Linked DNA regions of Mus musculus: all the other regions are linked to region 1. A link is a contact called in public HiCAR-type, Micro-C and promoter capture Hi-C data. All regions are on one chromosome and are shown on one strand. The core of a region is the stretch at or near the end of the contact, and the rest is flanking DNA. Distances in the headings are between cores, read along the strand shown.

The links. Promoter capture Hi-C pulls out the DNA fragments that hold promoters and counts their contacts. A called contact is a pair of places that touch in the nucleus more often than the background predicts. HiCAR-type assays count read pairs that join an accessible place to other places.
Region 2: a contact with region 1 is called in a promoter capture Hi-C map of pre-B cells, with 3 times the contacts expected there. The contact joins the promoter of Cfap45 here to the promoter of Fmn2 in region 1. A contact is called at or near these places in 6 of 39 promoter capture datasets (cranial neural crest, embryonic stem cells, frontonasal cranial neural crest and 3 more) and 5 of 115 datasets of contacts at active chromatin or transcription factors (embryonic forebrain, embryonic stem cells, forebrain and 1 more).
Region 3: a HiCAR-type map of astrocytes shows a contact between it and region 1, with 5 times the contacts expected there. The contact joins the promoter of Dusp23 here to the promoter of Fmn2 in region 1. A contact is called at or near these places in 4 of 39 promoter capture datasets (the 3T3-L1 cell line, cranial neural crest, hippocampal neurons and 1 more), 1 of 484 Hi-C or Micro-C datasets (embryonic stem cells) and 2 of 115 datasets of contacts at active chromatin or transcription factors (astrocytes and embryonic forebrain).
Region 4: a contact with region 1 is called in a Micro-C map of embryonic stem cells, with 2.8 times the contacts expected there. The contact joins the promoter of Opn3 here to the promoter of Fmn2 in region 1. A contact is called at or near these places in 5 of 39 promoter capture datasets (cranial neural crest, frontonasal cranial neural crest, hippocampal neurons and 2 more), 2 of 484 Hi-C or Micro-C datasets (both in embryonic stem cells) and 4 of 115 datasets of contacts at active chromatin or transcription factors (astrocytes, embryonic forebrain, embryonic stem cells and 1 more).
Region 5: a HiCAR-type map of astrocytes shows a contact between it and region 1, with 4 times the contacts expected there. The contact joins the promoter of Cadm3 here to the promoter of Fmn2 in region 1. A contact is called at or near these places in 7 of 39 promoter capture datasets (the 3T3-L1 cell line, 3T3-L1-derived adipocytes, the C10 cell line and 4 more), 4 of 115 datasets of contacts at active chromatin or transcription factors (astrocytes, embryonic forebrain, embryonic hindbrain and 1 more) and 1 of 9 other capture datasets (liver).
Region 6: a contact with region 1 is called in a promoter capture Hi-C map of embryonic stem cells, with 3 times the contacts expected there. The contact joins the promoter of Aim2 here to the promoter of Fmn2 in region 1. A contact is called at or near these places in 9 of 39 promoter capture datasets (the 3T3-L1 cell line, the HPC-7 cell line, the SN4741 cell line and 6 more) and 2 of 115 datasets of contacts at active chromatin or transcription factors (neural tube and stem cell-derived neural progenitor cells).

Annotation. Positions count from the first base shown.
Region 1 is chr1:174,499,734-174,503,724 of GRCm38.p6, forward strand. It overlaps Fmn2 (formin 2), which reads left to right and starts at 2,092. Exons shown (of 18, transcript NM_019445.2): 1 at 2,092-3,858. The coding sequence starts at 2,313.
Region 2 is chr1:172,519,256-172,523,246 of GRCm38.p6, forward strand. Cfap45 (cilia and flagella associated protein 45) reads left to right here and starts at 1,875. Exons shown (of 12, transcript NM_027972.1): 1 at 1,875-1,926. The coding sequence starts at 1,924.
Region 3 is chr1:172,631,109-172,635,099 of GRCm38.p6, forward strand. Dusp23 (dual specificity phosphatase 23) reads right to left here and starts at 1,866. Exons shown (of 2, transcript NM_026725.2): 1 at 1,508-1,866; 2 at 1-718. The coding sequence starts at 1,774. The coding sequence ends at 533. It overlaps Gm35601 (a long non-coding RNA gene), which reads left to right and starts at 1,872. Exons shown (of 5, transcript XR_001779542.2): 1 at 1,872-2,033.
Region 4 is chr1:175,690,476-175,694,466 of GRCm38.p6, forward strand. Opn3 (opsin 3) reads right to left here and starts at 2,157. Exons shown (of 4, transcript NM_010098.3): 1 at 1,695-2,157. The coding sequence starts at 2,061. It overlaps Gm39707 (a long non-coding RNA gene), which reads left to right and starts at 2,571. Exons shown (of 3, transcript XR_865748.2): 1 at 2,571-2,616.
Region 5 is chr1:173,365,400-173,369,390 of GRCm38.p6, forward strand. Cadm3 (cell adhesion molecule 3) reads right to left here and starts at 2,296. Exons shown (of 9, transcript NM_053199.3): 1 at 2,014-2,296. The coding sequence starts at 2,095. It also overlaps a transcript of Aim2 not described here.
Region 6 is chr1:173,418,845-173,422,835 of GRCm38.p6, forward strand. Aim2 (absent in melanoma 2) reads left to right here and starts at 1,760. Exons shown (of 9, transcript NM_001013779.2): 1 at 1,760-1,842.

The DNA.
Region 1 (3,991 bases), core at 842-3,341:
CTTCTTCCTCTCTGTGGATAAGCTTAACCCCGAAGCATCTACTATCTCTTAATAAATTGAATACTTTACAAATTGACTAGCTGCCTCACTCTGACTTGTCCTGAAATTCTTTTTGGTGAATATCCTCAAGGGCTAGCTTTACCTTCCTGGCTGTCCCTAGACAGGGTAAGTCCTTGGGCTGCAGGAGGCAGCCCTGTCTGTCTCCCAGCTGATGTTACTGACAGGGTGGATCCCATTCATCCCCATTGCTCTTTATCATCGTCCCACCCCCCTTCCCATCCCCCATCCACAGTCCCTAATGTTTCTTCTACTACTTTTGTGACCTTATAATAGAGCTCTGTCAACTCTGACCTGCCTCTCAAAGGCCACCTATTCTCCCACATTCAAAGGACTTGGGGAAAAAAAAATCCGTTTTCTTTCTGCCTTTCTTTTAGCTCTCTGTCCTCCCCTCCCCCTTTGTCTCCTGAACTTCTTGGGTATATCACAGAAGAGAATAGCAAAGAAACAAACAGGTCTGAATCAAAGTTGCTCTGCTAGAGAAAGAGCAAGAACCAAGAATCAAGTATCTCAGTATGCAGCATTCAAGGAGGCCGAGAATTCTAGTGGCCTACAGGCAAAGTGTGCCCTGGGGCAGCCTGCATTCTAGAAGAGAGGAGCCAGTAGTCTTGTGAAAGAGGTGAAATAAAGGCTTTTCAGGCTCTCGGGATCCCTTGGAGACTGAGATATTACGCTGGCACAGTTATTAAAGCTGAGTTCTTCAAACTGTTTACTCAAAAAGGCCACCTAAGGACATCAGTCCACCTGCTCCAGTGAACACTTGTTTTAAAGATCATAGTTTGAGAAAGGATGGTAATTGCTGTCTGGATTTCCAACAAAGAGTAACATTGTTTTACAAATGCTACTTTTATGATTTTTTTTTGCTTTTATTGTTTGCAGCCTTTTAAAATACTAATGAAGCTTTAAGACATTTAACAAAAACTATAGTTTAATGTCATTAAAATAAAGAGGACAATTCACAGTAAGAAAAAGTGATTGTTATCTAGGTCTAAAACTTAGGAAGCCCTGGCCCTGGACAAAGTGTGCTTGGATGGGTTTGCTTGAGAAACTGGTCATCCTTTATAGCACAATGTCTAATTTCCTGTGTTTGTACCAAGGGCATTTTTTTTTCTTTTTCCTTTTATACAGCATCACATTGTGACATGTTTAATATTGATGAGTTTGACCTCCTGGGAGTTATAATTCATGCACCCCTTTTAAATACAAATGTTGTCTAATTTATATGGTAAACACATAGAATTTTGGAGATTAGCATGTTAATCAGCTTTAATCTCAGTATTTTCAGCATCCCCTACCTCTCTTTTCTCTGTCCAGAAAGGTCTCACAAAACCACTTTGGAAATGGCAGTTAACGTCCTGTTCTTGAAGAGGCTTGTGTATCAGGCAGAGAGTCTGGGGAAGGAACCTTTCCCTAAGTAGCATGTTCACAAACCTTAAGAGTGTGCAAAGCCATGGTCAAGTATTTAAGGGACAGGACAGACAGGACAGTCCACCCATTCAACAAGTATTTGAACTGGAGCCATACAGAAGTTCTCTCTCTCTCTCTCTCTCTCTCTCTCTCTCTCTCTCTCTCTCTCTCTCTCTCTCTCTCTCTCTCTCTCTCTGTGTGTGTGTGTGTGTGTGTTCCTGATGTTATGGTACTTCTGACCTGGAATTAGGCTTCGATTTTTCTCCTGTGTTTTTCTCTTTGCAGGTCTGCGAGCTTTGAAGTTTCATCAAACTGTTCCAACATTCCAGTTCTTGAAAAGAGGGCAACATGTTTTATTTTCAAGGTGGAGATGAAGGTCCCAGAGATAACCTGTCAGAAAGATTCTAAATTCGATCTAGTCTGGGATACATAAAGACAGCTCCTGCTGTCCCCACCCCCAATTATGAAGTACTAGAGATAGACGGGTTTTCCTACTTGGTTGCAGGAGGAGCCAAAGGGGGCACTGAAGGGGCGGCGGCGGTGGGCGGGGAGCCAGGCCAAGGCTGAGTCCTGTGCAGCCATTGGTGGGGAGTGCGCGCTGAACTGAGCATGTTCGCGCCCGCCAGCCAGGGCCGCAGCCACAGCCGCAGGGACGGCAGCCGGGAGAGCCACCGCGCATTATGCAAAGCGGCAGCAGATGTGAGCGGGGCCAGCTGGGCGCTCCTCGGCCTCCGCTCCCAACGGCCGGCCCAGCTGCCTGAATTGTCCCGGACACTCCCCTGGCCCTCTCCAGGGCCGAGATGGCCTGAGGACCCCAAGGCGCGGCGGCGCAGCAGTGGGGTTGAAACATGGGGAACCAGGATGGGAAGCTGAAGAGAAGCGCAGGTGATGCCTCCCACGAAGGCGGCGGAGCCGAGGATGCCGCGGGGCCCAGGGATGCGGAAATCACAAAGAAGGCGAGCGGGAGCAAAAAGGCGCTTGGCAAGCACGGCAAGGGGGGAGGGGGCAGCGGGGAGACCAGCAAGAAGAAGAGCAAGTCCGATTCTAGAGCCTCGGTGTTTTCCAACCTGCGGATCAGAAAGAACCTGACCAAGGGGAAAGGTGCCTGCGACTCGCGAGAGGATGTGCTGGACTCACAGGCCCTGCCGATTGGGGAGCTGGACAGCGCTCACTCTATAGTCACCAAGACCCCGGACCTCAGCCTCTCCGCTGAGGAGACAGGCCTATCGGATACCGAGTGTGCTGACCCTTTCGAGGTGATCCATCCCGGTGCTTCTAGGCCTGCTGAGGCTGGGGTAGGGATCCAGGCGACCGCGGAGGATTTGGAAACTGCGGCTGGAGCGCAAGATGGACAAAGGACCAGTTCTGGTTCAGACACGGACATCTACAGCTTCCACTCCGCTACGGAGCAGGAGGATTTGCTCTCAGACATCCAGCAGGCAATTCGTCTGCAACAGCAGCAGCAGCAGAAGCTGCTGCTCCAGGACTCCGAGGAGCCTGCAGCGCCCCCCACTGCCATCTCCCCTCAGCCTGGGGCCTTTCTGGGCCTGGACCAGTTCTTGCTGGGACCTAGAAGCGAGGCTGAAAAGGACACAGTACAGGCACTACCGGTGAGACCTGACTTGCCTGAGACCACCAAGTCTCTGGTGCCTGAGCATCCTCCGTCCTCCGGAAGCCACTTGACCTCCGAGACACCAGGTTATGCGACCGCCCCCTCCGCAGTCACAGACTCTCTCTCATCACCAGCCTTCACCTTTCCGGAGGCTGGGCCAGGGGAGGGAGCCGCCGGAGTTCCCGTGGCTGGAACTGGGGACACAGATGAGGAGTGCGAGGAGGATGCTTTTGAGGATGCCCCCCGCGGCTCTCCAGGGGAGGAATGGGTCCCAGAGGTGGAAGAAGCCTCACAGAGGCTGGAGAAAGAGCCGGAGGAGGGCATGCGAGAATCCATTACCTCCGCAGTCGTTTCTTTGCCTGGAAGCCCTGCGCCCAGCCCACGCTGCTTCAAACCTTACCCACTCATCACCCCCTGCTACATCAAGACCACCACTCGGCAGCTCAGCTCTCCTAATCACTCCCCGTCCCAGTCCCCCAACCAGAGTCCTAGGATCAAAAAGCGGCCGGACCCTTCCGTGAGCCGGAGCTCCAGAACCGCCTTGGCCTCTGCTGCAGCCCCGGCAAAAAAGCACCGGTTGGAGGGTGGCCTCACGGGCGGCCTCAGCCGCTCAGCCGACTGGACCGAGGAGCTGGGCGTCCGTACGCCAGGGGCAGGAGGCTCCGTGCACCTGCTGGGGCGCGGGGCTACTGCGGATGACAGTGGTGGCGGGTCCCCTGTACTGGCCGCCAAGGCACCTGGGGCTCCAGCGACAGCTGATGGCTTTCAGAACGTGTTCACAGGTGAGCGCGCCTGCCACGTATCTCCGGGTGGCAGGTCGCCTGCCAATCAGGTCCTTCCTTTACCACCCCGCCCCCTCCACGTTCTGAAAGGCCCAGGCCTGTTATTTACCGCCAGGGGTGTCTCCTCAGTTTA
Region 2 (3,991 bases), core at 625-3,124, 2.0 Mb before region 1:
TGACCTTGACTCTGTTTCTAGGGAATCACTGGAGGGACTGTCATATCTGCCCCACCCATCAGGCATTTATGTGGGCTTGTGGGTTCCGAACTCTGGTCTTCTGGCTTGCGTGGACAGTATTTTATCCAATGAATCATCTCCCCACGTCCACTTACAGCTTTACAGCACCAGCAGTTAGGGGAATACTTTTTCACAGACTGGCTTCTGGCTTTGTTCATTCCCAACCGCATTTTCCCTCCATTTCCAGATCCGTTAGGCAGCAGATACCACAGCCCAACTATATGGAGAAAATGGCTGATAGGTTGCCGCCTGGATGTCCGATGAGTTGATTTAGTCGCCTGGTGTAAGGAGAGTTTCAGGAAGTTTTCCTAGCCTGGAAGAGTCATAACTGTATGTGCGAGTGCGCGAGTGATGGAAACCACACCAGCATGTATCACTAAATCCAGAATAAATGTTTCTTTAAATCAACTTACATTGCACAAATACATGACTAAGCAGACATATTGCTCAGGGCTTTGCTATGAGCCTCACAGTGGCTCACACCAAACAGCAGCCTGGAACGAGGCACTCCTAACTGGGAGATACCTTCAGGCAGAACACTGGGGATCGATTTCCTGATGGCTCACTTGTCACCCTCCTCTCCCTGCCTTTAACTGTTCCTGCGGTGTGGCAGGAAGAACACATCCTTTGTTTTGCAGTGCCCTCTTTTTGGCCTTACTTTGCTGTTTGGTGTGGGGGCTAATAACTGCCTAAGAGAGGTGTGGCTAGTAATTGGATTCCCAAGGAGATAAGAGTTGAGGAATCCTGGAAATGAGCTGCACAGCTTTTTGGATTAAGCAGCAGCGATGGCAGCAGAATAATCGGTGGTGGTGGCGGTGGTGGCGGTGGTGGCAGAAGATTGTCTCCCTTCCTCTACTACCTACTACTAGGGTTTGTCAACAGTTTTCCACACTTAGGTTGGAGTAAGGTTCTCTAAGACAAGTTTGGAGGGAGACTTGGGGGTCTGGAGAGACCAAGAGCTCAGAAAATAAACATCTGAGAAAGAAAAGCAATCCCTGGTTGGTAGGAGGTTTTGTGGGGTGTGGGATGTGCAGGATTCAAGGACTGCTCAGCCCTGTCCTGTAGATCTTACTAAGGTACAAGGGACCAAGGTGAAACTGTGAAAAATCTTAAATCCTGAAATTATTCCCAGGAGACGTGTTAAAAGCCAGGTTCCCCTAACTTCCTGCCATGGATTTTGACTTTGTTTAGGGTAGGACTTACATTTTGAGTTTGTTTATTTATTTAGTGAAATACATTGCTAAGCTGCCCAGGTTGGTTTTGAACTTCCTGTCTTAGACTCCTTGTATTTTCAGTTAAGTCCCTCAGATCTAAGCTTGTGAGACCGCATACGCATCTTCAGGGCTAGAAGTGTTCTTTGGTCTAGTCAGACTCCTTCCTACTGTGGAATGTGTTTGGTTTAATGCTGCTTGCCTCTCAGCAGCCTGAACTCTCATCAGGTTTGGTTTGAATCCTCCCGGAACCCGGTAGCGGTAACCATGGTAACCTAGGGTGGAAGGGTCTGTGAGGGTAAAACCAGGATCCTCGGCTTAGCTCTTGGGGTCTTGATAGTTGAGCCCTCCGGGACCCATGGAAAGTAGACCCTTTAAAGTCTGAACCTGGCTTGAACTGGGTTAAAAGCCAAAGTGGACATGATGGGCGTATCCAAAGGGCGCAACCTTCAAGAGCCTGGTTCCAGCTACTCTAGGGCGGGAAAAGGTTGAGGGAGGGGTTCCTGCTTCTAAACTACCTCGTGACTGCTCCAGGAATTGGGCGGGGCGAGGGCGGGTCTAAATCGCTGAGTGCTAGTTCTTGGGTTGCTATGGTAACGCGTCAGCTCCGGCGGAGCCGGTGGAGGTGCCTGCAGCTGAAGCGGCCGCAACGATGGTGAGGGTCTGGGTAGCTGTAGTTCTTGAGTCCTGAAGTGGTTTGGGGCTCTGAGAGGGAAAGGTGGAGCTTTCTCTAAGAGTCTGGGGAAGACAGGAAGTTCTGGGAGTGAGGACGGGACGACGGCTGGAAAGGAAGTCTCAAAAGACTGGTAGGGTTGAATGGGGGATGTGCTGCACCTTCTCCCCCATCCTCTTGAGCTGAGTCCTCTTGGGCTGTGACGTGAGATGTTGAGAAGAGCACCCGTTAGAAGACCATAACCAGCAGGGTGATCATGGGAAAGGCACCTAATGTTTCAGAAGAGCCTCTGTTCTCACTGCGTGGGAATGATTTGGGCACATCATAAGCATTAGTGAATGAATGAATGAATGAATGAATGAATGAATGAATGAATGAATGAGGCAGGGAATTCCTGGGGGAATGATTGGGATAAGTCTGCCAGTCCTGATATTCTTTGGATGGCGGCGGATGGTCATGGTCATAGACTGTGAAGACCAGCAGGGCCTCGCAGGAGCCTGTGTTGGCTCTGAAGTGTTAGGGGAGTCTGCGGACAGGTGTCGGGGCGTGTGGTTACTGGAACTTACTTGAAATGGCTGGCCACTTGGGTGGCTGAGGTGGATATCTGGGTTGTCTTGGTAGGCCTCCTTTAGTCTCAGTGTCTGTCTTGCTCTTACGGGATTTAGTGGGTTTCAGAAGAAGCTGGGTTCCGAACTTCTGAGGACTCCCTGGCGTGCAGGGATGGGGGTCCCTTTTGGCTGTACATTTTACTTAACTGTCTTCCCTCAGCACAGCAGTGTGTGTGTGTGTGTGTGTGTGTGTGTGTGTGTGTGTGTGAGAGAGAGAGAGAGAGAGAGAGATATGACCTGACACTATGCCTGGTACCAAAGGACAAGTGTTAGAGGTAAGTTCTTCTGTCCTGTGTTAAAGGTGCCTTTTTCCCTAGCATTCAAGGGAATGCTAATCTCTCCCAAGCCCAGAGATTCCCACCCAGAGACCACTCAGGACAAGAGTTTGCCAAACTTACTGACCCTAACTTACTGGAATTTTCCTTTGGATAGGAATGGGCATACAGACATGTCAGGGGGCAGTGGGTTTGAGTAATCACCAGCAAGCCAGGAGTGTGTGTATAGTGCTAATCACAGCTTTTTGTTTGAGAGCATGGAGGGATGAGAGGTGGTGGCAGCAGGGAGGCTCATAGACAAGCTTCCAGAACTCCCCCAAAGAAAAGGATCAATAGATCCTATGGAGGGAGAGGCTGGAGGCTCATCTTCAACCCTGGTGTCAAGTTACCGGGATATGTCACAGGTGGGCAGCCTGGTCCATTTAAAGAAAGAGGACAACCAGGTGGATCACTCATAGCGAGAGGCAAGAGACCTGATGTGAGGGAATCCCTCCTTTCCCATAGCCAAGTCTGTGGAGTGGGAAGTACTCCCAGGCCAAGAATCTGAAGCCGGACTTTGTCAGCCTGTGTTGACTCTGTGTGCGAAAGAGGAACTGGATCTGAGTGGGAAGGAACGTCTAAGAATGAGCAGCCTTTGTCTTTGTTCCCTTGACAGGTGGTGGTGTACTTACGTCAGGGAAACTCCACACCGACCTATTCCAGTCCCGGCTTGCCTTGTCTTGCTTGAGTTTAAGCCAAATCCCCTAGATCCTGTCATATACAGATACTTTGTTCTCAACTAGAAATAGTTATGTATATAAATACTGTGTTTCTTGGTCATAAAATAGTTACCTATCATTGCAGAAAACTATTCAATATAAGAAACATGATAGTTACACTCACCCAAAATGCAGGGACCAGAGGGCAGTGGTGAACCACCCAAAATGCAGGGACCAGAGGGCAGTGGTGACATAAACGTGCGATGTTATGCCCGGCTTTATTTTATTTTATTTTTTTTCTTCTCACTCCGGCCCAAAGATTTAAATATTATTATACATAAGTACACTGTAGCTATCTTCAGACACACCAGAAGAGGGCATCAGATCTCATTACAGATGGCTGTGAGCCACCATGTGTTTGCTGGGATTTGAACTCAGGACCTCTGAAAGAGCAGTCAGCGCTCTT
Region 3 (3,991 bases), core at 616-3,115, 1.9 Mb before region 1:
GTCAAGGGGGCACTGCTGGTGTAGGAGTGCAGCGGCCTGAGGCTGCTTGGAGGCCATGTGGCCAGGGACATGGGTCTCCTTCACTGACCAGTTCTCCTCTATCACATGTCAGGGAACAGCACTTAGAATCCCATCATCCTCAGGATGACAAAGGTGTGTGCTGGAGTCCTGGCCTATCCTTCTGTTTCCCAGAACTGTGACCGGAGGCCTTTCTGAACTCTAGACACCTCATCCAAAGAACAGAAGTGGTTTTTTTTTTTTTTTTTTTGTTTTTTTTTTTTTTGTCTTTTCAACCACCCAGATGTATTGGGAGTGCTGTGTACATGCTATGCAGCGGTGATGAGTTCTTATCAGTTATTACCTCATTTTTGTGGGGTCTCGGCCATCCTGCCGGCCACGTTATGGCTTTGGGGAAGGACTACTTTTGTCCAATAGGAGTCAGAGGGACCTGAAGGATGCAGTACTTTAGTTCACTCCCCTTCCTCCCTGGCCGCAGGAGTTGGGGAGGGGGAAAGGCGGGCTGTTGAAGTCCTCATTTTGTTCGCTGGTAGAACTGGAAGACGGCCTTCTCCTGTTCATACGTCTCAATGGATCCTGGTCGCAGGCGCCGGATCTCAGCAATGGCATCTCCTGCGGCCAAAGCCCGCTCCTTCACCAAGTAGCAGGCTAGCATGGTGCCAGTGCGGCCAAAGCCTAGGGCACAGTGCACTCCAACAGCCTGTGAAGTGGAGACTGATGGAGTAGAGTCCAATGCCCTCCCCAATACTCCCCTGTCCTCACCCCACACATCACAGGCTCTCCAAGAAGTGACATCAAAGCTGTGGGAGGACAGGTGACTAGGAGGCCTCTGGAATGGCTGGTTCCAACTTGGGCTCTCAGCCTACATCGCCTGGCCTCTATCCTGTGCTGTCTTGTATAGTACATCCAGCCACTTGTGGTGCTATTTTTCCTGAAATGTGTCAGTCCAAACTGAGCTGAGGTGCAAAATACTTACCAGGCCCTGAAGATGCGGCATGAAAAAGACTGGACATGCCTCATTAATAATTTGTTTCATATTGATTCTATGTTGAAATAATATTTTTGACTTATTGGATTAGTACAAAATTAACTTCACCTGCTTCTTTTTCATCTTTTTCGTTTTTTGTTTTTGTTTTTTTTTTAAAACGTAGCTGCTAGTAAAATTTAAAATTACAAGTGTGTCTCTATGACATTTGGACCTCTAGTAAAAGGGCTTTGAACTGATTCCGTCTGACATAGGCGCTCCCTGGACTCCTGGAAGGATTTCACTTGACAGTACTCTCTCTCCAGCCTACTTGGCACCACCTCTCCTAGCAGCATAGTTGACTTTAGTCAGGGAGTGGGTCCATCTAGCTCCCACCCCACTTAGCCCTGTCACCCCCGCCCCCAACCCCAGGCTCTCCCACTCTTTTCGGACTCCAGCTCCGGCCCCGCCCACTCATTTCCTTCCAGGCCCCGCCCTCTCGCTCTGGCTCACGAGCGTGCTGACCTCTCCCCGGGCATTGGCCTCGTCCACGATCTTCACAAATTGGTCGATCTGTTCCGGGGACGGCGGGCAAAAGTCAGGGATGCGCATTCGGTGCAGCGTGAGGCCGGGACAGCTGTCACTGTGAGGGGGTCCGCGCTCCGTCAGGGACACCAGGTGCCGCACACCCTGGTCCAGCAGGAACTGGTAGTGCGCGGGCAGCCGGGGCAACGCCAGTCCGGCCAGCCGTCCCGGAAGCACCCAGGAGAAGTTGGGGGGTTGCACGCCCATCGTGGGGGGAGTTTACTCAGGGCGAGGCTGGCCTTTCCTACTCTGCCGGGAGATTGGGTCACCCCCCCTCTGGGGCTGGATTCCGTCCCCGCTCAGCACTTGCCCTAGCGGGCCACGTAGTCTCTTGGACCCTCCCCCGTGACGCTCCTCCCCACCCAGGGTTGGCTGAACAGCGGGGGCGGGGCTAAGACGGCTCCAAGGCAGGCAGAGAAACCCTACAGCCCAACGGACGCGAGCAGGGCACTCGTTGATAGGCTGGGTAATCAACAACAAGCGTGATTATTGCAGCGGGGAGTGAAGGCACTAAGGAAGCCTGGAACCAATTAATTGCTCCTGTAGAGAAAACAGCCCAGGGCTGGGCTCTGCTGCTCCCTGGTGGTGCGTTGGAGCTACTGCATCGTGGGCCAGCCGCCTAACGGCCTGGTCTCTTCATAGTTTTTATACAAGGGGTTTAAATAGTGATAGAAAAATCTACTTCTGCCTGGGCGCGGGTGTGAGTAGGTAATCTCTTCAATGACCAAGCAGTCATGGTTGCTGTCTTCTTGAGTTCTTGAAGTAAGAGGGAACTACTATGTCCCAGACAATAGAAAGTTTTATTTTTCTACTGCCGACAGTAGTTAAAGGATGGGGGGTGGGGAAATATGTGGCACTGGAAATGGTACTCAGGGTAATATAGTAACCACTATCAACAACATAAGGGTTAACAACATTTAAGCTTTTGCTTTGTGTTAGGTACTTGTGCAAATACTTTTTATATATGTTAATTAATCGCCATAAGGTAGGTGATCACAGTAACCCCATTTTAGAGATGAGAAAACTGAGGCACCGAGGAAGCTAAGGAAGATACCATTCTCCAGAATCTCTCTCTCTTTTAAAAAAATGTTTATCTTATGTATATGAGTGCCCTGTAGCTGTCTTTAGACACACCAGAAGAGGGCATCGGATCCCATTACAGCTGGTTGTGAGCCAACTTGTAGTTGCTCAAATTTGAACTCAGGACCTCCGGAAGAGCAGTCAGTACTCTTAACTGCTGAGCCATCTCTCCAGCTCCGAAATCTTGTTTTAAAAATTATTATTATTTTTATTTTATGTACATTGGTGTTTTGCTTGCATGTGTATCTGTGTGAAGGTGTCAGGACTCCCGGAGCTGGAGTTACAGACAGCTGTGAGCTGCCGTGTAGGTGCTGGGGATGGAACCTCTGGAAGAGCAGCCAGTGCTCTTAACTGCTGAGCCATTGTTCTGTCCCCCTCTCCAGAATCTTTTAATGGCACACTTTCCTACAGTCATCCAGGAAATGACAGTGTTACACAGCCATCTTCACATTCTTCCAAACATTTTGTGTTTAAAACCCTGGGTATTTTCTTAACCGGGGGCCTAGGGACATACTGACCTAAGCCCACAAGACCTGGGTATGAAGACATCCTACCCTCCCTTGGTTGCTGGTCATTAGGGTGAAAATCTGGGCCTTGGGAGCCATAACAAGCCAAGATGGGCTACTTGTCTCTTCAATGGGCCAATTAAATAAACCTGCTAGTGAAAGCGGGAGGTGGTTTATTCAGTGTGCTACATTAGTGAGAGAAACAAGGAGGTCCAGTCCCTACCACCCAAGTCTATCTTTAGGGTCCTGGTATGAGGATTAGGCTTAGGTAGAAGGTAAGAGTTATGTATAACTGAGTGTTCCTGGTCAAGGTGTGGTTCTCCATGCCCCCCTTCACCCTAGCCTCTGCTTTCGTCTCTCATACAAGGAGACAAGTTCCCCATCTCTCAAACACCAGGCTCCCAGTCTTTCCCTTCTCCTGCGTGAGGCTCTCGGGGGAAATTCCAGGATCGTGGAGTCCATTGTTTCAGCAACCGGGCAGCGGGAGGGCTGTCCACGGCATCAGCAAAATGGAAGGATTTCTCCTTTCCGAGGTGGATTGCCTGCTCTGGCTCAGTGGGAACGAACCTTGACGGCAGACAGCTGTGTCTGGAAGTAACATTTCCAGGAACTGTCCGTGTGGGCAGATCACTTCTTGGGTTCTCTGCTTTCTCTGTCTACCTTCCACGTGTCAGGGAAGAACTTTCCACGTCTCTCCTCGCCCTTCCGTGCACGTCTCTTATCTCCTTCCTATCCAGCTCCAAGCCTGTCTTCTCCAGTGGGAGGCAGACTCTCTTCTCTAATGAGCCCCTAGGCTGCTCTCAGTGTGTCCTCTCTCCTGTGGGTCTCTGAGGCTGAA
Region 4 (3,991 bases), core at 907-3,406, 1.2 Mb after region 1:
AAGTAACTTATTTTCAAGCCTCTAACCCCAGAAGATCTACATCAGATTTTAGGATGGGAATAAATGACATGATTCAAAGAAAGACTGGATGCCCTGAATAAAGGAACCCTCGGGTAAAACCAGGGCGAATGTTTCTTGTAGTCTTTAAAAAAAAAAATCTCTCCTGGTGCTGACAGACCCCAGCAGGAATTCAGAAGGGGAAGAAAGGGCAGAGAGGATTCTGGAAGATAGGATTGGCAGAGCAAGCCAGGGAGAGCCAGGGTGGGTGCTGCAGACATAAGAAAACTCAACCCATTCCTTTTTATTCGGTTTCAGATGGAGACACTGAACACCACAGCACAGAAAAGTACTTCACAGAAAGAAAGGACTTTAATGTCTTCAAACAAACACCTGTCGCTACCCCCAGGGCTTTTCTGCAAGCTGTCCTGACACATCACCTTTTTTAAAGATCAATCCGCCTAAATGCCCCCCCACCCCGAAAAACATTTTTAAGGTAACAGAGAGAATAATCATATAGTCAACCCATATTACTACTCGCATCCTCTTACAGACCTTCCTCTAGGTTCAATATTGTTATGTAAAGAAATCCTTAGATCAATGTTTATTAGGGGAAAGCATCAGAATTGTCAATCAGTGAAAAACCATCATGACTCCTAAATTTTGTTTTAAAACTTTAAAAAGGAAATGATGACAAACACCGTGAGATTTGGGTTTGCCACATGTAAGTTGGCAAATAACAATTGTCAAGGATATTACAGAGACGTTTTTCTCTAAGATCTGGCAAGATCAAGTCAATAGTAAATTATCAATGTGTTTTTAAGGTTTGTGAAAGGGACTTTAAGCCTTAAGAAATATCCATTTCTATTTTAAATCGTTATACAAACAAAATCCCTAGGGGACACACACACACACACGTTTTTCCCAGGCTTAGAATACTGGATCAGTCAACCTTCAACCTGTCAATTCTCAATATAAATCTTCAAGAAAGCAACAAGTTCTACTTCAATTAAATGTACTGGCTGCCCTGCTAATTATGAGTTGGACTCCTTTGCGCCATTTGTAACCTCTGGTGTGACAGAACCTATGTACAGGAAATTAAAAAAAAAAAAAAGTCTCATCCCCTAGGAAGCATTCAACTGTTTATAATTGCTAACGAGTGAAAGGGGGTAAAATACTGCGTTATTTAGGATTCTACATGTCATTCTGAGGAACAAATACTAAATTTGTGAATTAAATCTCTCCTTGTTCTCGCCTCCACTGTTCAGGAGTTGACTTTTTTCTTGCATCTCTTGACTCTACAGGGCCTCATTTCTTTCTCCCTCTGTAAAGTCCACTGTGAGCTGCCCTGTTGAGAGCTACAGTAGGAAGTAAAAATAGATGAGGGGAAATAAGATGGCCAGCGGCAGGGAGACTTTGGAAAGTGCTACAGAGGCAGGAGGGGCTGGGGTTGGTGACTGGCTGGGAAGAAGGGTGTGTAAATCCAGGCAAGGAGGGAAACAGAGTTGGGGATGAAGACCAGATGAAAGGGAGAAGGGAGGCGAGGGTTGGGTATCTAAGGGAGGTTCTCGAGGAGAGAGAGGGAGTTGTGGGTGATGACTGGCTATCAGGGACGATCCCGGGGAGGACGGAGGCCCAGAGCTGATGTACCCGGGGGAAAGTTGAGAGGCAAGGAGAACGCGTCCCGGGCGACTCACCAAAGAGGCTGCCGCTAAACCCGTCCCACGCGCAGCCCACGGCGTCCCACACCCAGCCGTTCCGCAGGCACGACGCGAAGGTGAAGGTGACTCCGAACAGGGATACCAGCAGGTCGCCCAGGCTCAGGTTGACCAGGAAGAGGTGGGTGGGCGTGCGCAGTCTCGGGAACTTGGAGTAGAGAAGCAGCACCAGCAGGTTGCCGCCGACGCCCAGCAGCGCGAGGCAGCCGAGTAGCAGCGCCAGGCGCTCGTACGCGGTGGGGCTGAAGAGAGGCGCGGGGCTCCGCGTGCCCGCCGGTGCTGCGCCCTCGGCGCCCGCCCCGTCCTCCCAGTAGCCCTGGTCGCCACTACGGTTCCCCGAGTACATGGCCCGACGCCGGCGCGCCGTGAGAGAGAGGGCTCGGTGAGCCGGGCGGCCCGAACAGGGTGGATCTCACGCTCTGCGGGCCGCTCAGGCCATTGTGCCCGGGAGCCGCGCCAGGCCCGCCCAACCCGCGCGCACCCGAGGCCCCGCCCTTCGGTGCTAGGACCCCGCCCCACCGCATGAAACTCCGCCCTCCTAGCGTTCTTGCTATCCCACCCTCCCGCGTGGGTCCCGAGCCCCACTAGCTAGCACTTGCAGTCCCTCCCACGGGACCTCCCTGGAGGCCACGCCCTTCTACCTTGCGGCCTCATCCATACGGCAGCCGTTTTGGCCCCGCCCTCCTAAGACTCTTCCGCAGTCTGGCCTGCGGCTCCTCCCTCCCGGAATCTCCTGTTACCCCGCCCTCTGACTCACACCCTTGGCCCCGCCCTCCGGCATACAGCTCCGCCTTCTTAGAACCTCTGACCGCGCCTCTGAGCTGTGGCCCCGCCCTACTGCTTTAGCGGCCCGCCCCTTTTCCCCCCTCCCACCTCCCGGGCGCGTTCCCGCCCAGCAGAGGTGAGTTTCAGAGACCAGTGAGCTCTTGCTCTGCTTCCTTCACCCTTAAGCCGAGGTGGAAACCTGAACAGACTGTACAGAAAAAAAGAGAAAGTAAACTCCCTTACGGAGGTAAATTAGCCACAGCGGATCCTCACAGCCCTCAACGGACTCTAAAGCATCTCGTCCATTCACCCGTTAAGTCACTCACCCTAGCATACACTCATTCATAAATATTTATGAACGCCTGCGCTTAACTCAGTTAAGCATGCTGAATGAAATACTCTCTTTCCTGGGAAGCTATAATAACACCCACCCCCACCTCATACACCCAATAGAAAGAAAACAAAACACTGAAATGCCCGAAGTAGAGCGCCAGCGAAATGATCTCATAAACAGGGAACCTGACGTTAAAAACAAACAAACAAACGCAGCAGGCTGAGTCTCAACTACCTTAGAGCTGGAAGATATGTCCCAGCGTTTATGACAGTGTTCTGAGCTGCCACTCTCAGAGCCCCAGAATAAGGAAGGAAATAGCATCAGAGTGACACCCAAGTCACCCTTCCACTGGATCCCAAGCCTTCTCAGTCTGCAGTAGGTACACCTGATACACAATCCAGTCCAAATGCTTCTCTGGAGGTGATCTCTTGAGCAGTGCCCCGCCCCCTAAGGCTTCAATCCAAATCTAGCAGGTATAGAGAGGATATATTTAGAACAGCACGCATTTTCCACTGGACCTTTCCCCAGCAGCAATGCAAATATAGAACAAGTCAAATATAGATTGTGAACGTCACTTCTTTAGGCCTGCTTTCTCTGTCTCCACTGCAGTCCCCAACGACTACCCACGAGAGGAAAATGTCCCGAGCTGCATGCACCTGAAGATGTCATAGGCACTAATGACTGGTTTGTGGAAACTAAATTGGTGTGCACCAGTGTCCACCCCTCCTCCCACTTGTGTTAGACTCAGTGCATCTCAAAAGTCTTCAATAGTCAGCTAAGTGACGAGATAGCTTGATACCCTGCTGCACTGAGCACTTGACTAAGAGGTTGTGTGTGCCAGCTTCAAAATCTTGATCTTATTTTTAAGACTTCTAACCTGAATTCAGCATCTACAAGGCCTTTGACCTCACCTGCCCTGAAAAAAAAATGTTTTTAATTTTGTGGTTTAGATTTATAGGACCATTTAATAAGTTCTTTGTGCCTCTGACGTCTCACTATAGTAGTCTTCCTACAGTAGGATTGCAACGTTAGTGGAAGGAAGAAAGGAAAGAGTCCTGATTTTTTTTTCCTAAAATATTCATTCTTTGGCACACAGTCTTCTTCTCCTAAAGCTTTCTAGAGGTGTTGAGAGAAGACAATGCTGACCAAATTGGTTCATACATGAGATGCCAGATGC
Region 5 (3,991 bases), core at 1,046-3,545, 1.1 Mb before region 1:
ATTGGGCATATGAAGATGTGGTCACTGAGCAGGTTTATTCTAGGCTCTCCCTAGAGGTAAAGACCCTGCAGCTTATTGACGTAATTTTTTTTTCTCTTTTCAGGTCTAAGGTTGGCACCCATAGCTCGCATTGCCAAAAGATTGTAGCTTGGGCACTAGCTTTCTTTGGTTCAGTTATGAGTATGGGGAAGCCAGGGGCTGCACTGAAAGTCAAGGCTTTATAGGAGTGTCATTACTGAGGCACAGGCACCCAGTATCCAGTCTTTGCCTTGCACTGAGCCCAATGTCCCCAGGACTGCTCATCTACCCTGTGAGTGGGGTCATCAGTTCAGCCCTCTGGGGACTGGGGATTCCATGTACAAGAGAAGGGACTGCCATCTCTGTGGTGATAGTAGGAACTCCCTTTGGGGAGCTTGGGGAGTAGAGAGTGGAAAGAGTCAGCCAACCAACTGTAGAGAGGGGATCCCCAGGGCCCCCTTACCAGGGGAAGCTTCTTTACCAGGACAGAGACAGGGTAAGGGGAGGAGGTCAGGCAAGGTGGAGCTATTATTCCTCCAGCACCCTGGCTCTCAGCCGGCTTTCCTCAGATGAAATTCTCTACATCATCCTCCCCAGTTCCAACCCCTCCTCTCTCCACCCCGCCCCGCCCTGTGCCCATCCCTGCTGGCCACTGGGTCCATCGCCCAGGAACCGCCTCCCCTTTCTCCTCCCCTGCGGTTCTTTCTGGTTTTCCCCACCGTTGGCATCTGGCCGGGCATAGCCACCACCCTCCCTCTACTCTCCCCACTTCCCCTTGCTCCGCACTGGTCTTGTTCCCTTTCCCCTCCCCCACCCAGCCCACCTCTGACAGGCCGCGGGAGTGAGGAGGATACATTCCTTTAGTCCCTCCACTGCTGGTCCTCCCTCCTCCGGGAACCTGAGGCTCTGAGCTGGGGCGTCTTTCTTCCTATCTCTACACAGTTCTTCAAGCCACCCCATTAACCACCAGCAGCCTCTAAGAAGGCTGAGGTGCCCCCACAGCGCTGACCTACATAGCTTGGCCTGGGGCGGGAGGGGCTCTTCCCCAAGTCCCCTCTCCCCTGGCCCCGCCTCCTTTCTTCATTCCCCCCCCCCCCACTCCCTTCCTTCACCTCTTTACCTTTACAAACCTAAGAAGGGTTGAGTTTTAGACTGGGGCAAAGAGGCTAGTCTGCTACCCCACCCTAAATTTGGAGAAATTAATGTTCAGCCCAGGAAAGCTTTGGTTTTCCCATAGATCCTTCTCCCCAAATATCTTGCTCTCTCCGTTTGCTGCCCCGCACCCAAGTATAGGTTTCCTTGCCCAGATTTTAGCACCACTAGGACTAGAGCCAAAGTGGGGCCCCCTCCGCCCTGTGTTGTTGTTTTGCTTCAAGGAGAAGCCCCCTCTCCTTTGCCCACGCCCCCCTCGACAGCCTCACCCAGGCCCCCTTGCCTGCCCACTCAGAGCTCCGCGGCGGGTGGGGGACGCGCGGGGGAGCAGAAATGTTTGCATACAGCAGTTTTGGGGATCGTTCTGGCCACCCAACCCCTACAGACATACATACAGAAACACCCAACACACGCCCTGACTGAAACAGCGACAAATCTCACTCCGCCCCCAACACACACTGACACAGACATACACACAGACTCTGACACAGAAACGCAGCCCCAGACACCAACATAGACGCGCACACCCAGACACACACGGACATCAACACATCCAGACCCCGGTTGCTCAAAATAGACAGCAACCCCCGAGATCCACATCCCTGCTGCACACGTAGACATACACAGTCGGTCGTGTACATAGGAGGTGCACACGCCGGCACACCCCACGGTCCTCAGAGACAGCGATGCTCAGAGACAGACACAAGGGTATTCCAAGAGGCTGGCGACTTGAACCCTCGCTTCCAAACAAAGCCAACAGGCTCCCTGCGCCCGGCTCCCCGTCTGAACCCCCACCTCGGGGCACTGGCCACCTCCCCTGGCGCCGCCCCCTCCCTCACTCACCGTCCTGGGAAAGATTGGCCCCGCCGGGCGCCCAGGAGCAGGCGAGGAGCAGGAGCAGGGGCAGGGCGGAAGGGGCCCCCATCGCGCTTCCTGGCCACCTCCCTGGCTGGGCGCTGGCGAGCCTAGATCTCCGGGGACTGGGGCCGGGGGTTCTGGGTAGCCGGCGTCGCTGTCCAAAGGGGCAACCCCGGAGCGGCTTCCAAGCCCGGGGCCGAGGCGGGTACCGGGAGGGAGCCGGCGCTGCTGCAGTCGCCGGGATTAAATAGGGCGCTCGGAGCAAACCATTCGGTTGGAGGTGGAGGGGTGGTGACGGGGGGCTGGGCTGGTGGCGGGGGGGCCTGGATGCCGCATTCCCTACTCCCCCTCGCCTCCCACACCCCCTCCGCGCTTTTGTGGTGCCTTCCATCTTCTCCCCCGGGAGCTCCTCCAGCATCACTCGGGTGTGGAGCAAAGGGAGGGAGCTGACTCAGAAGTGGGACCCCATGCGCACCCCTCTTATGCTTGGGGTGGAGAGAGGGGAGGTGGACAGGGCGGTGGGCCAGCTGGCGACAGAGTCCACTGCAGGCCTGGGCAAGGGCGTGCCCACTTGCCTGAGGTCCTCCGGCCCCGCCTTCTCCTTAGGCAACCGGGATCCCCAAAGCTAGGACACCCCTCTCCACTGTGACCAAGGATGCCTCCCCAGGGTACCTAATTACTCAAGGCATTCTCCTAAGCATAAACCTCCGTAGTTCTCTTACTCAAGACCCTCTTCTTAACTGTCCAGCAACAATTTGTGGTTCCAGGCAACATCCCTTGCAAAGCCGACCCCAGGAGGCCACCGAACCTAATCTCCTTCAAGCCTTCTTTAAAGACGTTATTCCAGACACTAAACAAGGAAGTATCCTGTAAAGTTACTTGGTATTTTCCTCCTCCGTGCTCTGTCTTAGACCCTCTTTCCTGAAACTAGCCTCTCAATATCCTTTCTGCTCGGTCTTTCAGGGGCTCTTCTCAACTTTTAGCTAGTAAGAACCCAGGGTGAAAGCCAGACTCACAGACCCTCTTACAGACCAAGAAGCAGTGAGTAATGCAGCTCTTGTTCCCTGAGGCTATAGAGGAGATGGATGAGAAAGACTGTGTTTGCAACTTGCTCACATTCAAAAAGTCCCGAGTCCCTAGTGTTTGCTGTTCTTCTAGGTTATCTCTGAAAGAGTTTTGGTGTGTTTAAAAAAAAGGATCTTTCTGGGTTCGTTTGGTCGAAATTTAGCTTTGGAGAATACATTTCTAAATTTTAGAAATCAGGGAATTTTAGGTATGCCAAGAATTCTTAGAGTATACCTGATCTAACCCAAAGGAAGTTAGCAGATCTAATCCAGGTTTTACATTCACTTAGAAATAAAAGATCCAGCATTAGGAATGGTAAAGAAAAGTACATAGTGCTTTATTCTACAAGTGGGATGTGGGTGGTTCTAGTAACATCTCCAGTCCATTTTCTGTGCTGCTTTCCTCTGCTAGTATTTAATGTTTGGGTAATCTTTCCTTCCTTATGTCAAGGCTTCTTAACTCTTTATGGTGATGTAGCCAATGTCTCTGTCACCTAAGAACCTGGGGACAGCCTGCAGAACATATTTCGTAACCAGTAAAGCCTTGTCTAAGTGACAGGCAGTTATCTGGGGCTGAGAGAGTACTGTTCAGGGCACCCCTGCAGGCTGGTCTGGGTCTGCTCCGATATTTTTCACTTGCTGTTTCTGGAGTTTAAAGTTTCTATAGAAGAAATCTGCTTGCCTCTTGGATGTGTCCTGACTGTCTAGGTGGTTATTATTTCTTCCTAGGCAATATTGAACAAGGTCCAATTTGACCTGTCTTGGTGACACCAAATCATGTCGTTACCTTTCTGAGATCATCACTACTGTTTTGAAACCCAAGCAGAGGAGATAGGACAGTGAATATTGCAGGAATGTGCAGATGTGGATGTAAGACTGGGAGGAGACTGGACCAGGAA
Region 6 (3,991 bases), core at 510-3,009, 1.1 Mb before region 1:
GAAAACCAGACATCCCCAGACAAGAAGCCCTGGAGGACACTGTAAGACAAATATTCTCTGAAGTAGCAGGAGGATAGAACCAGCCTCTCCCTGAGCAAACAATGCATACCAATTTACAAGTGTAAAGTGCACTACAGTCACTAGGGCAAGGTTGGGTAATGGAAGCTGTGTGAGGGCAGCCTGTCAATCAAGAGATCTGATTATGCAGAGCCCACCCTTTTTTGTGTGTTGATGTTGAAATCAAAGAAAACCAACCACCAGTAAGTGAGTGGGTGGTGTGCATTGGGCTGGGCTTGTCCCTTAGGCTATGAACTCCCTGGTAAAGCAGGAAATAACTTTTGTGGAGTTCCCTATATCTAAAATACCTCTGGTTGAGACCTCACAGCTGGAGGAGAAACTCTGCTGAGGCTTGTAAAAAGGAAACTGAAAACTAGCATTTGCTTGGGCAGAGCCTTAATATATAATTATTTTGCCCCAGCATCAGGGTTTAGGACTCAGCTATAGGGCCAGGACTAGCCAAGCTTCAAAGTGAAAGAAGATAGTTGAGAGTACTTTCTGCTTTCTGTCTCCCAAGACCTGATTTTCATGATTTTCATGTCCTACTACTCATAGTGAAAATCTTTGTGAGGCGGATGGTTTGAACTCTCAGGACATACACCAGTCCCTGAGTTGAGAACTAAGGCTGCTTTGGAGAGAAGAAAATCCCCTGAGGTAAGTAAGATATGTCAGAAGTTTTCTAGAGAAAGCTTTAGGACCATTTTGCTAATCAGTAAATTAAGAGGAAAGAGAGTCCTGGGTTTCTGAGGTTAGAAAGAGGGATTAGTATTGACTGTATTCTAGAAAAGAATAAGGCTGCAGGAAGCCTGGTTCTAAACCTTCAGTTGACTGAGGAACAGAAGTTATCTTTTATTGCACCACAACTGAGACCTTTACAAAAGAAAGTGCATTTGGCCGTGGCAGGAATTAGAATATATTGTTCAGAGGGTTGACCCAGACTGAGCCTAAAAGGAACTCTGATTTTCTGGGTGTGTTGGTCTGTAGGTGTTTTATTGACATGAATTTATATTTAGAAGAGGGCTTTTGATTTCTAGCTGAAGGGGGAAGAAACATAGGGGCCAGGGAGCTATTTCTCGATAAAAGGTGAGAATAATGGCATGACAGAAAGCCTGTGATGTAACGTTAGCTTGAAAGCATCAGAGCTCAAAATTCTAAGTAACCTTAATCTAAGAAGAAAATATCTAATAAAAAAAATGTGGGGAAAAAAAAACCCAGCATGGTAGTAACACAAAAGAACAATTAAAAAAAAATCAGACACGGAATCAAATAGAAAAAAAAAAAAAAAAAAAAGAAAGAAATGCCAAGCAGATAATGTTACTCCATAATCCCAAATGTTCAAGTGACATGGCATCTTTTAAAAATTATATGTGCTTTTAATCTCTATTTCCTTTACTTTATTAGGTAATAGCAAGTTTATTTCAGTCTAGTTCCAATTGGATCCTGCTTTCCCATTTCCATAGTTAAATCCCTGGAATTTGGGGGAAGGATCATTCCTATGGTATCTGTTGAGGTTTGAATATATGCCGGCTGGTGGCTCCGGAAGGTCTTGGGACTTTCACAAGGAGGAACTTACTGGAGAAACCTTATTGGAGGAAGTGGGTCACTGAGGGCGGCCTGTGAGAGGTGATAGGCGGTCTCACTTGTAACTCTGTTTCTTTGTCTGAGCAAGAATCACAACCTGCCTGCTTCCTGTCCTGCCTGCTTCCTGTCCTGTCTGCCGCCATGCTTCCTTAACTAGCTGCTAGGTTTTTTCCTTGTCGTGATGAAATCCACCCTCATGGACCTGTAAGTAAAATTAAAACCTACTTCTCCCCTATGTTGCTAATGTTCATGACATTTTATCAAAACAGAAAAGAAACTAATACAGCAAAATGCTGGGTCCTGTTTACATATCCAATTCTGTCTTTTGCGGGGAACTGAAAAGAGATATTAAGGAAAAGTGATTGCTAAGAGATATTTAAGGAAAAGTGATTGCTACTTCCTGTTATTTTTGTTGTTAGAGGTGGAATTATATCTGTGTGGCTATATTCTTTTAGTTTTTTTGAAAGATTACTTTCTTGCTTTTTTCTAGGGTGTAGTTTCCCTCTTGTGTTGGTGTTTTCCATCTATTATACTTTGTAGGGCCGGATTTATGAGAAAATATTGTGTAAATTTGGTTATGTCATGGAATATTTTGGTTTCTTCATCTATGGTAATTGAGATTTTTGCTGGGTATAGTAGCCTGGGCTGCCATGTGTATTCTCTTAGGGTCTATATGAAATCTACCCAGGATCTTCTGGCTTTCATAGTCTCTGTGGAGAAGTCTGGTGTAATTCTGATAGGTCTGACTTTATGTTACTTGACCTTTTTCCCTTACCACTTTTAATATTCTTTTTTTGTTTGGTGCATTTGGTGTTTTGATTATTATGACAGGAGGAATTTCTTTTCCGGTCCAGTTTGGAGTTCTGTAGACTTCTTGTATGTTCATGAGCATCTTTTTGTTTAGGTTAGGGGAGTTTTCTTCTATATTTTTGTTGAAAATCTTTACTGGCCCTTTAAGTTGGGAATCTTCGCTCTCTTCTATACCTATTATCCTTAGGTTTGATCTTCTCATTGTGTCCTGGATTTTCTGGATGTTTTGGGTTAAGAGCTTTTTGCATTTTCTTTGACTGTTTTGTCAATATTTTCTATGGTATCTTCTGCATCTGAGATTCTGTCTTCTATCTCTTGTATTCTGTTGGTGATGCTTGCATCTATGACTCTTGATCTCTTTTGTAGGTTTTCTAACTCCAGGGTTGTCTCCCTTTGTGATTTCTTTATTGTCTCTATTTCCATTTTTAGATCTTGGATGATTTTGTTCATTTCCTTTACCTGTTTGATTGTTTTTTCCTGTAATTCTTTAAGAGATTTTTGTGTTGCCTCTTTAAGTGCTTATAGCTGTTTACTGTGTTCTCCTGTATTAAATATTCATTAATGATATTTTTAGGGTATGAAAGGATATCAATATAAAAGTTGAACACATTTTTACAGACTATTTGATTCTCAAAATGCTCAATATTATTAATATGTTTGATGTATAAAATACATTTAAATATTAAAAATTGAAGAAAAAAAAGAAACTAATACAGTAACTACTCTTTGGAACTCAGTGATAACCTTTGTGCCCTTACCGAAAGTGTGGTAAGTATTTCTAAGTATCAGAACATAGTTGTTAATTATGTTGTTCAACTTTTCTACTTTTTTGCTTTTTGTTTTATTTTATTCTTGGCTATTTAAAGCGTTAGTTACTGAAGGAAATGTTTTGTAATTTCTGACCATCATGGTACATTTGCCATTTGTTAGTGGAGAACTGTCAAATTTTGTTTACAACTGTTGACTTTATTCAATGAGGTGCTTACTGTTTAGAATTGTTGGTTATATTACCTTGATGACTTTAACATTTAATTGTTGTATAGCAACTCTGTCCTTAATGGCACTATTTGTCTTATAGTCTTCTCTGACTAATATTGATAGAGCTGCTCTAACTAGAGTTTTTGTGCTTAGTGCCTGATACATATGTTCACGTATTTTTTGCTTTGCAGCTACTCAGCACTTCAATTTCCCCCACTGTGTCTTTTTTAAACACCACAGGCACCACAGTGGGTTTTATTCCAGTTTAGCATTCTTTTTAAACCCATGAGTCTAATTCATGTGCGTTCTGTCAGTTGAAATGTTTGAATCTTGTGTAACCATCTTATATCGCTTCATATGATATTTCCATGTTTGTTTTCTTCTTTTTAAAAATACACTTAAGATTATTCTTTACACAGAATGATGCATATTATGTTAGTCATGTTTTTAAAAGTCCCATTTATACATCTTGTGGGGAAACGCCATTTATCATTATCCCAGAATAATGCTTTCTGATGTACTTTTTGGTGAAACTGAATAACATCACATTTACTGCTTCAATAAG